Linked DNA regions of Anser cygnoides: regions 2 and 3 are each linked to region 1. The links are chromatin contacts, called in public Hi-C maps. All regions are on one chromosome and are shown on one strand. Each heading gives the region's core, a stretch centred on a gene start, on an enhancer-like site or on the middle of the called end of the contact. The rest is flanking DNA. Distances are from core to core; before and after follow the strand shown. Region 1 holds the start of CITED4 (Cbp/p300 interacting transactivator with Glu/Asp rich carboxy-terminal domain 4). Region 2 holds the start of CTPS1 (CTP synthase 1). Region 3 has its middle 83 kb from the start of CTPS1.

Evidence for each region. Hi-C and Micro-C count contacts between places; a contact is called where the count stands out from the background.
Region 2: a Hi-C map of liver shows a contact between it and region 1, with 2.0 times the contacts expected there. The contact joins the promoter of CTPS1 here to the promoter of CITED4 in region 1. A contact is called at or near these places in 2 of 7 Hi-C or Micro-C datasets (both in liver).
Region 3: a Hi-C map of liver shows a contact between it and region 1, with 3 times the contacts expected there. The contact joins the enhancer-like site here to the promoter of CITED4 in region 1. A contact is called at or near these places in 2 of 7 Hi-C or Micro-C datasets (both in liver).

What each region holds. Positions count from the first base shown.
Region 1 is chr24:681,356-685,198 of Taihu_goose_T2T_genome, forward strand. CITED4 (Cbp/p300 interacting transactivator with Glu/Asp rich carboxy-terminal domain 4) reads right to left here and starts at 2,117. Exons shown (of 1, transcript XM_013197656.3): 1 at 1-2,117. The coding sequence starts at 1,824. The coding sequence ends at 1,210.
Region 2 is chr24:899,333-903,175 of Taihu_goose_T2T_genome, forward strand. CTPS1 (CTP synthase 1) reads left to right here and starts at 1,792. Exons shown (of 19, transcript XM_066982772.1): 1 at 1,792-1,971; 2 at 2,548-2,725; 3 at 3,125-3,295. The coding sequence starts at 2,560.
Region 3 is chr24:815,867-819,709 of Taihu_goose_T2T_genome, forward strand. No RefSeq gene overlaps it. Among named protein-coding and RNA genes, the nearest start is that of CTPS1, 83 kb to the right of the region's middle. Within about 2 kb of position 2,220, at least 2 of the 3 cell types and tissues checked have open chromatin away from gene starts, as enhancers often do. A contact at or near this core is called in liver, where this site is marked.

The DNA of each region.
Region 1 (3,843 bases), core at 867-3,366:
TTGAATGACAGCTGCCAGAAGCTGTCAGCAGCAGGGGGCAGCAGCAACTAGGAGTTAACAGGAGCTTTCCACAGTGCCTGGAAACAAGAGACAGCAGAGGAAACAAAACCCCACTAGCTCTTACATTTAACCTTTTCTGAGTAAGGGAATTAGGAATCAAGTCATCTTTATCACATTCAGAAGGGTGTTGGATTTACACAGCCCAGTGTGTTCAGCATAAAGACCTTGCGTTGAAGCGACTGCCTGAAGAGCAGCTTGAAAACTATCCCAGGCTTTCTTTTTTTGAAGCCAGCATCTTAAAGCTGCAGTACTCTCCATGCATCATTCCCAGCAGTCCCAAAGCCAAATAACAAAAGGAGCCCTTTGCAAATAAATAATCATAGGAAAAATAAATAAGATTAGATCTGGAATATACAGTTGCATGGTCTTTATTTGGTTTCAGAGGTGGAAAAAAAGTGGAGCTAGACTGCAGCTTTAAGCCTTATGCCTAAATCAGCCCAAACGCTCAGTAAATTTTACAGTTGATTAGCTGTATGGGTCAGAGATCTGAAGTTTCACAGAAATGAACATTCAGGCACCTACGCACACCCTTCCCCAAGGCATAGTTTATTTTTCTCAGCCAGTACGGAAAAAAAGCTTGCTGGAAGGGAAGTGCCCCCTTTCTGAGCTGAACAGACAAGACTGAAGACCTTTTTACTGTCACAGTAAGAAGTCCCAAGAAATATCTAGCCCCACCCATGTCTGCAAGGGGAAACTGTTTCAAACCATGCACCAGGCAGGGAGACAATCCTCTCTCAGGGGTCCTTTAACTTTGCTGGCACCAGAGAATCCCCCAGCAAATCCAGGTACCAGCAGGGTTGCCAGCTGCCCATCACTTCCTGTGCTCAAAGCCTAGTTGTGGAAAGTCGTAAGTTCATTATTTCTACTAAGCCAGAAATCCTGTTAATGCCATTTAGAGGCAGCTCTACAGCAAGAGCTCTTGATCTGTTCTGTTCGGGGTACACACCCCCTCCCCAGGAACTCCCAAATGAAAAACCACACAGAAGAGAAAAGCAATCCATTGCAAGCCAGTGTCCGATGATTGTCTCTTTGGGGAGGTCAGGAATCCAGGACAGGGCAAGGCATGGGAAGGGAGGAGGATGGCAGGTGGAGAAGGAAGTTATAAACAAACTCAAAACCACTAAGACACAAGGAGGAGCTCAAAACCCCTCAACAGCTGATGGCACTGGGTTGCTGTTTGCTAACAAAGTCTGAAATGAAGTCGAACTCGTTTTGTCCCAAGAACAGCTCTGGCAGCTCCTGAATCCGGTCCAACCCCAGTTCCAGGACAAGGGATGTCAAAACCTCCTCGTCTATGAGATCAGTGTCCATAACATTCAAGGTCAGCGCCGGTGAGGGCACGTGCTGCATGCCCGGGTGCTGGCTTGGCCCCACTCTGTACTGCTGCGCACCAGCTCCCATGGGCCCGTTGCTCATACCCAGCGGGTGACCCTGGTACTGGGTGTTGAGTTTCTGTAGGTGCATGCTAGCCATGAGCTGCTGGGTGCCCACCGGCCCCATGTACTGCTGCTGCTGGCTCGGGCCACTGAACATCATCGCGTTCTGCATCTGGTGGTGGCTCATCTGTCCGCCGAGGGTGGCTCTCGGCCTCATGGCGCCATCCATCGCGGCCCCTCCGTACGGCACCATCTGGCCGGCGGCGGGCAGCGTCCTCAGCACGTGCTGCCCGTGCTGCGGCGGCCCCTGCAGCCCGCTCACGCCCATCCGGTAGCTCTGCAGCCCGGCGCCGCCGTGGCTCACGGACATCATCGCGTGCTCAGCCATGGCTCCGGGCCCCCGCCAGGCGACGCGCGGCTCCGGGCGAGGCTCCCGCGGGCGGCGCCGCTCCCCGCTCCCGTCCCAGGCGACTTCTTACCGAGGATCCCGGAGCAACCCCCGCCTTCGCCCCGGCCGCCCGGCGGGCACAGCGCCGCCCCGTCCCGGCGAGGCGAGGCGAGCTGCGGCCCCCCCGCCGCCGCCCCGGGGAGCCGGGCTCTGCCCGCGCGGCTCCGCACCGCACCGCACCGCACCGCCCCGGGGCCGCGCGGCCTCGGCGCTCCCCCAGCGCCCGCTCGGCCGCCTCGGCTCGCCGGGCGCGGGGCGCCGCGCTCCGCTCTTATGGAGGCGCGGGCAGGGGCGGGCCGCCGGGCCCGGCCCCCCGCCACCCATTGGAGCGCGGCCCGCGGCCGCCCGGCCCCTGACGGGGCGGGAGGGCAGCGGGCGGCCGCGGTGCGGCTGCCGTGGGGATCCGCGGGCTCCGCGAGCCGCGCTCGGAGCGCCCCGGGATCGCGACGTGGCGCGACTGGAGGGAGGGAGGAGGGGGCCGGGTGCCTCCGGCGTGCAGGGCACCGGAGGTGGCACGTCCCCGCTGCTCGGGTGCCCCCCCTTCGGATCCGAGGCGCTGGCTCCTCGGGCAGGTCGGGGAGGAGAAGGGTGGGTGGGCTCCAGGGCCGGCAGCCCAGCGGCGCCCAGCGTCCTGCAGGTGCTCTGCTGGGCATTCCTAGGCCTTGAGGGGGCCTTAAGGCCGGCTCTGCCCTGAGCAGGATGCCGTGATCCAGCCGCGCTGCCTGGTGTTACAGCCCGCACAGGCGGTGCGTGCGCCATCCTGGTGTCGCGTGTCGATACCAAGGGCAGAGGTTGTGGAGTGGTGGGGTGGGAGCGCGGAACAACGGAGTCCCCGTGGGTGGGACTGGGGAGCCCTCAGCGTCGTACAGGTGCCACAGTTCCTCCAGGCGCCGCAGGCTGCAGAAAACGTGGGTCATCCCCGTTCAGTGCGGGGCTCATGTGCTTTGGGGTAAGGACTGGGCCTGGGGTGGCTGTGGGGCCTCAGGCGGCTCATTTCTGTTCCCAGCCCGTGCGTGCAGGGCATGGTGGTGCACTCACGTGAAGCATTAATTTTGAACTGCATTTGCTTGCATTGCGTTCTCTTGCATTTGACATAGTCCTCACCTGTCTCCTGGGCAGGGACATTGTTTGCCTTTAATATCGCCAGCCGTGTAAGATCAGCTCTCAGGAGGGAGTCACCCCACCAGTGCTTTCCTCTTCCCCAGCGTCCCTCTGACAAAGACTTTCTACCTGATCGCGTGGCTGGCTGGGGGTGCAGGGACCCATTTTGGTGGCCGTGCTGTGTTTCTTGTTCGTGTCGAAGGATGTGCATGCACATGTGGAGGGCTGCAGCACACTGGCCCCTGTGAGTGTGTGCACCCTGGTGCAGGAGGGTGCCGGCTCCTGTGAGAAGGACCCTTGCTTGATGGCAGCTCTGGCTGTGCGGTCAGCAATGGGGTGCTACCACACGGTGCAGCCTTACCAGCCCAGGTGACTGAGGTCAGTTACTTAGCGGCATCGACTAGGTGCGTTGATTACTCTGCCAGCGGTGTCCTCCTGGCAGGGATGCACCAATATTGTCTGAGCAGAGCTACCAGCACACGAATGTTACAGGCAGAGATTTGCTCATATAACTTTCTGCAGTAGTGTCTTTACCTCGTTAGTGCAGCTTTTGATTGCTGTGTCCCAGTGGAACACACATGCTTGTCCACAGACCCATGTTAGACAAATTATTTTACCATGGACCTGCAGTGACACTGGTGCTCTCTACAGGCCATGACACTTTCTAGTAGTGTACAAAAGCACAGTAGTGATTTTTCCCCTTTATTTTTGTGTTCTGAAAGAACCCAGAGAATTCTTTCTTGAAGGTATTAGTGTTGCATGGTTACCCGCTTGGAAGGCAGGTGATGGCAAAGTTAAACTTGCTTCCCAAACTTCATTCCACTTTTGTTTGTGTGCTTTCCTGTGCAGCCTTTAACT
Region 2 (3,843 bases), core at 542-3,041, 220 kb after region 1:
GTAAAGAAGATGAACACTTTACACAAGGCCCGTATCAATTCTGCACATGGAAAAACTAAGGGAGCGGTACACAAGGCCCAAGGGGCCCTCCTGACATGGAGAACTGGGGATGGACCTTTACTGGCCAAAGCGATGATTTGTAAATGGAGATTTTTTACCCAAATCAAATTCTGTACAGTCTGCTTGCCACTTTCCAGTGAGAGCATAACCCCTGCTAAGTTCACAAACAATGAAACATCAGATAAAACCCAGTGGTGAGCACAGAGTGGAAACCAACAGAGCTTCTCCAGTGTGTTTCACTGGCTGATCACTGCAATGGCTTTGGTCCACATCTTGATGGGAACTGGTCAAGAGAAACTAAAAAAAATGGGATTTTTACAGTCTTCTCTGGAGAAGAAAGAGCAGTGTCATAACTCAGGTTGTATGCACCTCCTTTATTGAGAGAGCTGCCTCTGCCACCACTGAAGCCTTTTGGTAGATGTTTGGATCACAGTAGGAACTGTTTCATCACAGTTTCAGCAGCCACAGGGTAAGAAGTGATGGCGCATCTGGAGAAGGGCAGATGGCAGTCACTCCCGTGTCTTGATCTTTTGCTGCTTACAACATTCTTCATTAAAAAACAAACAAGAATGGTTTCCACAGGTACTCAGAGATGTGCAGAGCACTTCATCAGCATGTGAACTGCTCCATCTTGCCAACAGACTTCGTGCACCCCTCCAATGGAAGCACTTAGAAATGTTCTTGCATGGCATTTCAGATCGCTTCTTGTGGTGTGCAGCGTATAGCCGTGCTCGTGCCACATAAACCAGCTGGGTCTGTGTCCATTACTGCTTTCTGCAGATGTTGCTTCGGCGTGCCCTGCACAGCACAGGGGAGAGCAAAGGGGTGGAGTAGGTGCACCTCCTGTATGTGTGCTAATGCTGCGTAAATCTTCATTCTGGTGCACGGCTGGGTGCTGCCAATGCTTTCCTGCCTGGGAGGCTGCACCGGGGTAACCGCTTTACATTTTTTTTGTGAAGTTTTCAAACTGCATGGCACGGTCAAAAACATACATACAAGAACTTTATAAATGTGCAATGAGGACAAACAGCAAGGTTTTAAAATAAAAGTAAAGGGCATTTGATTTCACGTGACTCAGAGGGTTTGGCTCACCCCAGGTATTATCTCAGGCTCTTAGGGACAGATCAGGGCTGCCTCTGAGCTCAGGCAGAGCAGCTGGCAGAGTACTGGGGTGACAGAAAGGACAGGGAGCGAGTGTCCAGCCTGTCTCTGCTAGGTCCAGGCTTCTGCCGCAAAGTCCTCTGCTGCCGCCGAGGGAGAGGTCAGGGTGGATGGGGTTCCAGCTCTGGCTGCAGAAGGCAGCTGCACCAACTCTTTCGGCCTCGCGAGTTCTTTTCTGCTTCTCCAGTGAGTGCCGAGCAGTTCTTAGCACCCAGCCTGCGGGTGCCGGGCCCCCAGCCCCCTCAGTTCCCCGGTCTCCCTCAGGAGAGGCGGGGCCGGGACCCGCAGCAGCGCTGGGCGACGCCGACCGGGGCGGGACGGGACGGGACAACGGTTCGGCGTCAGGGGACGTGCTTAGGGACACAGCTTCCTGGCGGTGCCGGTGGCAGGGGGCACTTAGACCGGGCGCTCCCTGCGCCCTCACCCACGTTAACGGCCCTGTGACTGAGGGCCCGGCCCTCCAGCGGGGCGGCCGTTACCGGGCCCCGCCCCGTCAGGGCTGAAGCGCGGCTCCCCTCACCCCCCCCTCCCCCGCCACACTGCGCAGGCGCCCGAGGGAGGCCCGCGCTTGCGCCCCGCCGCGCGCCGGCCTCATGCGCCTCAGCACCTCGCCGGCTGGCAGCGGCTCGGCGCGCGCGCGCACCCCCGCCCGCTCCGCTCTGCTCCCCCCGCCCCGCCACGCGCCCTCCGCGCGCCGCCGCTGCTGCTGCCGCTCCTGCTGCTGCCGCCGCGAGGGCCCGGCGGGAACAGGTGAGGGGCGGCGGGGTGCGGAGGGGGCGCGCGGGCGGGACCACGCGGGCAGGCGCGGGGGGGGGGGGGGGGGGAGCGGTGAAGGGCGGGCGGGACCACGCGGGGGGGGGGGGGGGGGGGGGGGGGGGGGGGGGAGGCCGGATGGCGGGCGGGGGGGGCCGCGCCCTGCGGCGGGAACGGGGAGGGTGGGGGGGGCCTGAGGGACAGCGGGGGGGGAGGGTCGTGGGGGACGGGGGCTGACGGGGTGACGGGATGGGGGTGATAGCACGGGGGGTGACGGGGTGACAGGATGGGGGTGATAGGACTGAGGATGACGGGATGGGAGTGATGGGATGGGGGGCTGACAGGATGGGAGGTGACAGGATGCGGGTGATGGGATGGGCGGGTGACAGGGTGGGGGTGACAGGGTGGGAGGTGACAGGATAGGAGGTGACGGGACCGGGGGTGACGGGATGGGGGTGATGGGGGGGGCTGCAGGCGGTGCGGGCACAAGGCCGGGGTCTCTGAGCGGCGCTGGCGCTGCCTCACCGGGTGCCACGGCCGTGCGGACCCCGCTGAGGCTGTGAGGCGTCGCAGGCCGGCGGGCAGATGAAGTACATCCTGGTGACGGGCGGCGTGATCTCGGGCATCGGCAAGGGGATCATCGCCAGCAGCATCGGCACCATTCTCAAGTCCAGCGGGCTGCACGTCACCTCCATCAAGATCGACCCCTACATCAACATCGACGCGGGCACCTTCTCCCCCTACGAGCACGGTGAGCGGCCCCCGAGCAGCGCCCGGGTCTTCGGGTGGCTCCCGGGGCTGGTGGGAAGGTGCCAGCTCCTGCGGCTGCTCCTGCGGCTGGGACCTGCCAGCGGAGCCTGTGCCACGAGGCAGCCTGCAGCAAGGATGGGCTCTCGGGGGCTTTGGACTCTGGTCTTTTATCGCTGCAAATGAAGCTGGTGCCTGGTGGAGGGGTTCAGCCGTCAGTGCGTTAGTCTTCTTTGTTGGGCAAGGCTTCTAGTTTTATGAGCTGCTCCTGAATTTGCTGTAGCAACCAAAGAAGGTGTTACCCTGTGTTGAATTCTTTAGCTGTCACATGCAAAACCAGCAAGTTGCTGATGCAGACCATATCTCTGTGATGTGTGTGCGTGTGCCTTTCTGTGTCCTGCAGGCGAGGTGTTTGTGCTAGATGACGGAGGGGAGGTGGACCTGGACCTTGGTAACTACGAGCGCTTCCTTGATATCCGACTCACCAAAGACAACAATCTGACTACTGGGAAGATTTACCAGTATGTCATCAACAAGGAGAGGAAGGGAGACTATCTCGGCAAAACAGTCCAAGGTGATGTGAAGCTTTGTTTCTGGTGCTTAGATCTATATTCCATATTTCTGTACTGGTCGGATGCTTTTGAATTCCATCGTAATTTGGGGTCTTTTTTTCTGATCTATGCTGTCTTTGTGACGTTTTTGATTTGAGAAGGCACGCTGGTGTAAATTTTGGGGTGCGTGCCAAAGTTTACCTGTAATCCCCCTCGAAACCGTACAGTGCTCAGGAGCGTACTGCCTGTTGTATGACCGATATCCTGGGCTTGGATCCAACTTTCTAACAGCCAATCCTAAATGTGAACAGACTTCAGACCAATATATCTGTGGATTATTTGGTAGCTCGTTAAGACTGTTACTGTTGTTGATAACTCATTTAAATAATACTGTCATGTCTTTAGAAGACCCGAAGGGTATTTGAGGATTAGATCAGTCTTCTCTTTTTAAGCATCCTCGACAGCTGCTTTGGATAAAGATTTTTATAGGCGGTTTAAAACAGGCTAACTTTCTGCTTAGTGCATAGAACTGTATTTACTGGAAGCTTCCATCTTAAAAAGGAACATTGTT
Region 3 (3,843 bases), core at 970-3,469, 130 kb after region 1:
GCCGTCGCTGTGCCCCCTTGTGCCGCCGCCCTGCAGCACAGCGCGCACGCCCCGCTTGCAGGGAGCGCTGCACCCTGCGTGGCCGCAGTGCGGGCTGGCTCTGCCCGCTTTGGGTGCTATCACCGCGACACCCCAACGCCCTGCTCCTGGCTGCCCTTCCACCTCTTCTATGTCTCTGGGAGTGCTGTGTGTGATTTTGCTTCCTGCTCTTGCGGTCTTTCTGATCCCTGTCTTTCCCATATGATCAGGCCTGAACATTGCCCTAATATGCAAGACTAACGCATTTTGGAAAAGTAGAAAAATCAACAAGATCCAAAGTCAGCATGAGACATCCTTCATCTCTGATGTTTGGGCACTACTTGTCCTTTTCCTGCTGGCTACCTGGACGTCCCCTGTTCTAGGGCGCATTTCCTCCTCATTCCCAATGCCTGCACGTCACCTCTGTGCAACAGCTGTGCACCACGCTGGCGTGTACCACGCTGTTGTATGCCACGCAGGCACATGCCACGCTAGCATAAAGCATGGTCTGCAGCTCCATGGACATGGCCAGGCTGCGCTGGCTGTGCTAGCCTCTCCATTGCAGGGCCAGATGGGATCCACCCGAGGGGAATGAAGGAGCTGGTGGAAGGAGCCGCTCACCAAGCTGCTTTCCATCATTTATCAGCAGCCCTGGCTGTCAGGGCAGGTCCCAGCTGACTGGCAGCTAGCAAATGTGATGCCCATCTACAAGAAGTGCTGGAAGGAGGATACAGGGAACTACAGGCCTGTCAGTCTGACCTCGGTGCTGGGGAACGTTATGGAGCACATCATCATCATGTGGCATTTACAGGGCAACCAGGCGGTTGGGCCCAGTCAGCATGGCTTTATCAAAGGCAGGTCCTGCTTGACAAGCCTGATCACCTTCTACGGCAAGGTGACATGCTCAGTGGACGAGGGAAAGGCTGTGGATGTGGTCTAACTTGACTTCAGTAAAGCTTTTGACAACATTTCCCACAGCATTCTCCTCAAGAAACTGGCTGCTCATGGCTTGGACTGGCGTACGCTTTGTTGGGTTAAAAACTGGCTGGGTGGCTGGGCCCAGTCATGGTGAATGGATTTAAATCCAGTTGGAGGCCGCTCATTAGTGGTGTCCCCCAGGGCTCAGTACTGGGGCCAGTTCTCTTTGAGATCTTTATCAGTGATCTGGACAATGGGATCAAGTGCACCCTGTAGTTTTGCAAACACCAAGTTAGGAGCGAGCGTTGATCTGCTCGAGGGTAGGAGGGTTCTGCAGAGGAATCTGGATAGGCCGGACTTATGGGCCGAGGCCAACTGCATGAGGTTCAATGAGGCCAAGTGCCGGGTCCTGCATTTGGGGCACAACAACCCCATGTAATGCTACAAGCTGGGGGGAAGAGTGTCTGGAAGGTAAACCAGCGGAAAGGGACCTGGGTGTATTGGTGGATAGCTGGCTGAATATGAGCCAGCAGTGTGCTCAGGTGACCACGAAGGCCAGGAGCATCCTGATTGTATCATAAATATTGTGGTCAGCAGGACTAGTGAAATGATTGTCCCCTGTACTCAGCTCTGGGGAGACCATACCTCAAATACCGTGTTCAGTTTTGGACCCCTCACTACAAGAAGGACATTGAGGTGCTGGAGCATGTCCAAACAAGGGCAACGAAGCTGGTGAAGGATCTAGAGAATAAGTCTTACGAGAAGCAGCTGAGGAAACTGGGGTTATTTAGTCTAGAGAAAAGGAGGCTCAGGGGAGACCTTACTGTACTTTACAATTACCTTAAAGGAGGTTGTAGTGGGGTGGGGGGTTAGTCTCTTCTCCCAAGCAGCAAGCAATAGGACAAGAGGAAACGTCCTCACGTTGTTCCAGGGGATTTTTAGGTTGAATATTAGGAAAAAAGATCTTCACTGAAAGGGCTGTGAAGCATTGGAACAGACTGCCCAGGGAAATAGTTGAGTCACCATCCCTGGAGGTACTCAAAAGATGTGTAAATGTGGTGCTTTGAGGCCTGGTCTAGTGGTAGACTTGGCAGTGCTAGGTTGGACTTGATGGACTTGACGTTGGACTTGAGTTGGACTTGATGATCATAGATGTCTTTTCCAGCCTAAATGATTCTATGATGCACTGATGACCCATGTACCAATGCCTCCTCTTCTCACCCACAGTTTCTCTGCCTGGATGCAGTGCTCATTTCTGAGAAGTCTGTTGGCATTGGTATGGGCAGGGGAGCATAGCAGCAGATGGACCTGCTTGCCAGCTCCTCTGCTCAGCTGCAGGAATAGCAGTAAATGTACTTAATTCATATTTTGTTGGCAATCTACAAGGCTGGCCAGGAACATGCTGTGCAGCAGCTAAAGCGGAGTATTTTCTTCCCTATTGTTCCTCTTGTACTTGGTTTCTCATATTTCTGGGACAGGGGCAACTCAGGACCAGAGAAACAGGGTCTTCAGGAGGTGAAGCATCATGTTAATATCTTTGTAGATGAGTTGTACAGGGACATTTTCCATCTGCTTTGAAAGTAGAAGTTTGTTGTGCACTGACAGCTGAGCTGAAACACAGAGTTTCTGCACTCTAACAGTGTCATGCTTACTGTTTTTGTTTTTTCTTTTCTTTATTTTTTTTTCTTGATCCCAGTGCCCTGTTCTATCACTAATGTTATTTTGTGCATCTGAAAATGCTGATTTAGCACTCTCATCCCTTACATAGCTCTGGAGAAGGGAGGCAAAGGGCACGAGGACAAAAGTTGAAAGCTGTTAAGGAAGAAGCAGCAGACCAGGCAGAGCAGCTGCTGCTGCAAACCAAGTGCAGGCAGAAAAACTGAGGGCAACACTAAGCCCACTCCTGAAGTTCACAACTGAGTGTGCCTCCACCGATCTGCGGCCTGATAAATAATAAAATAATGTAACACATAATTAAATAACAGTTCCCCAAATCATGGATTACAGCAGCTATTCTGTAGTTGCAAGCAGCTGTGTGGCCCTGGAGAAAGTGGATTTAATCTGAGTTGTTCTCCTTCTCTTGTTATATACTTGTTTGCTATGTGATTTTGAAAATCATTTTGGCCCAGAGCTTTAATAACATATGAAGGAAAACCATGCCATTACTAAATGCCCCATGCTTTTGCAATGTTTTTTTTTTTGCACAGGAGTAGGTAGTTGGTAGGATTTATATTCCCTTTTTGAGGTTTTAAGATTTAGTAAGATTAACAGCTCTGTCCTCATAGTGGAGAAATGCTGCAAAAGATACAAAGAAATAAACATACATATTGAAAAACTCCATTGCTTGTTTTCTGAGAGCCTGTCCTGCTGATCTGCCAGTGCTGTCACAATGGTTCAGAGTCCTGAGTAGCTCTGGCCATTCTGATTGTTATGGTACCAACAGGGCAATGTTTCATCATTCAGGGCAGAAATAACACAGGTGCAGAGGAAGAGGATTTATGCAAATATTTTGTTCCTTGCTTATAGAAGCCTGAACTTATCTTTACATTTCACCTGCTCAGAAATCCAGATGGTCCCCATTTATGGGCAGCTTCTTTATTTGGGGCAGCCATGAGGAGAGTTGTATTTGCTGACCACTGAAGAGACAAACTGAGAAAAGAAAATGAAACTTGATCAGAAAGTGTGATTTCCAAGAAAATGAATATTTGGGGTAGTTGAAATTTGATTTTCATCTGAACTGGGCTGAAAACGAAACTTTTCTGCATTTCCTTTGAACAGGGAACTCTCCAGATGCTTCCAGGGCTGTGTGACAAGCAGCTGACAGTCAGCGTCACTGCTTAGAGCACCTTCTGCCTAGACCTGTTTTCCCAGCACTTCCCAGTGTCCCCAGTCAGAGATGGACCCAGC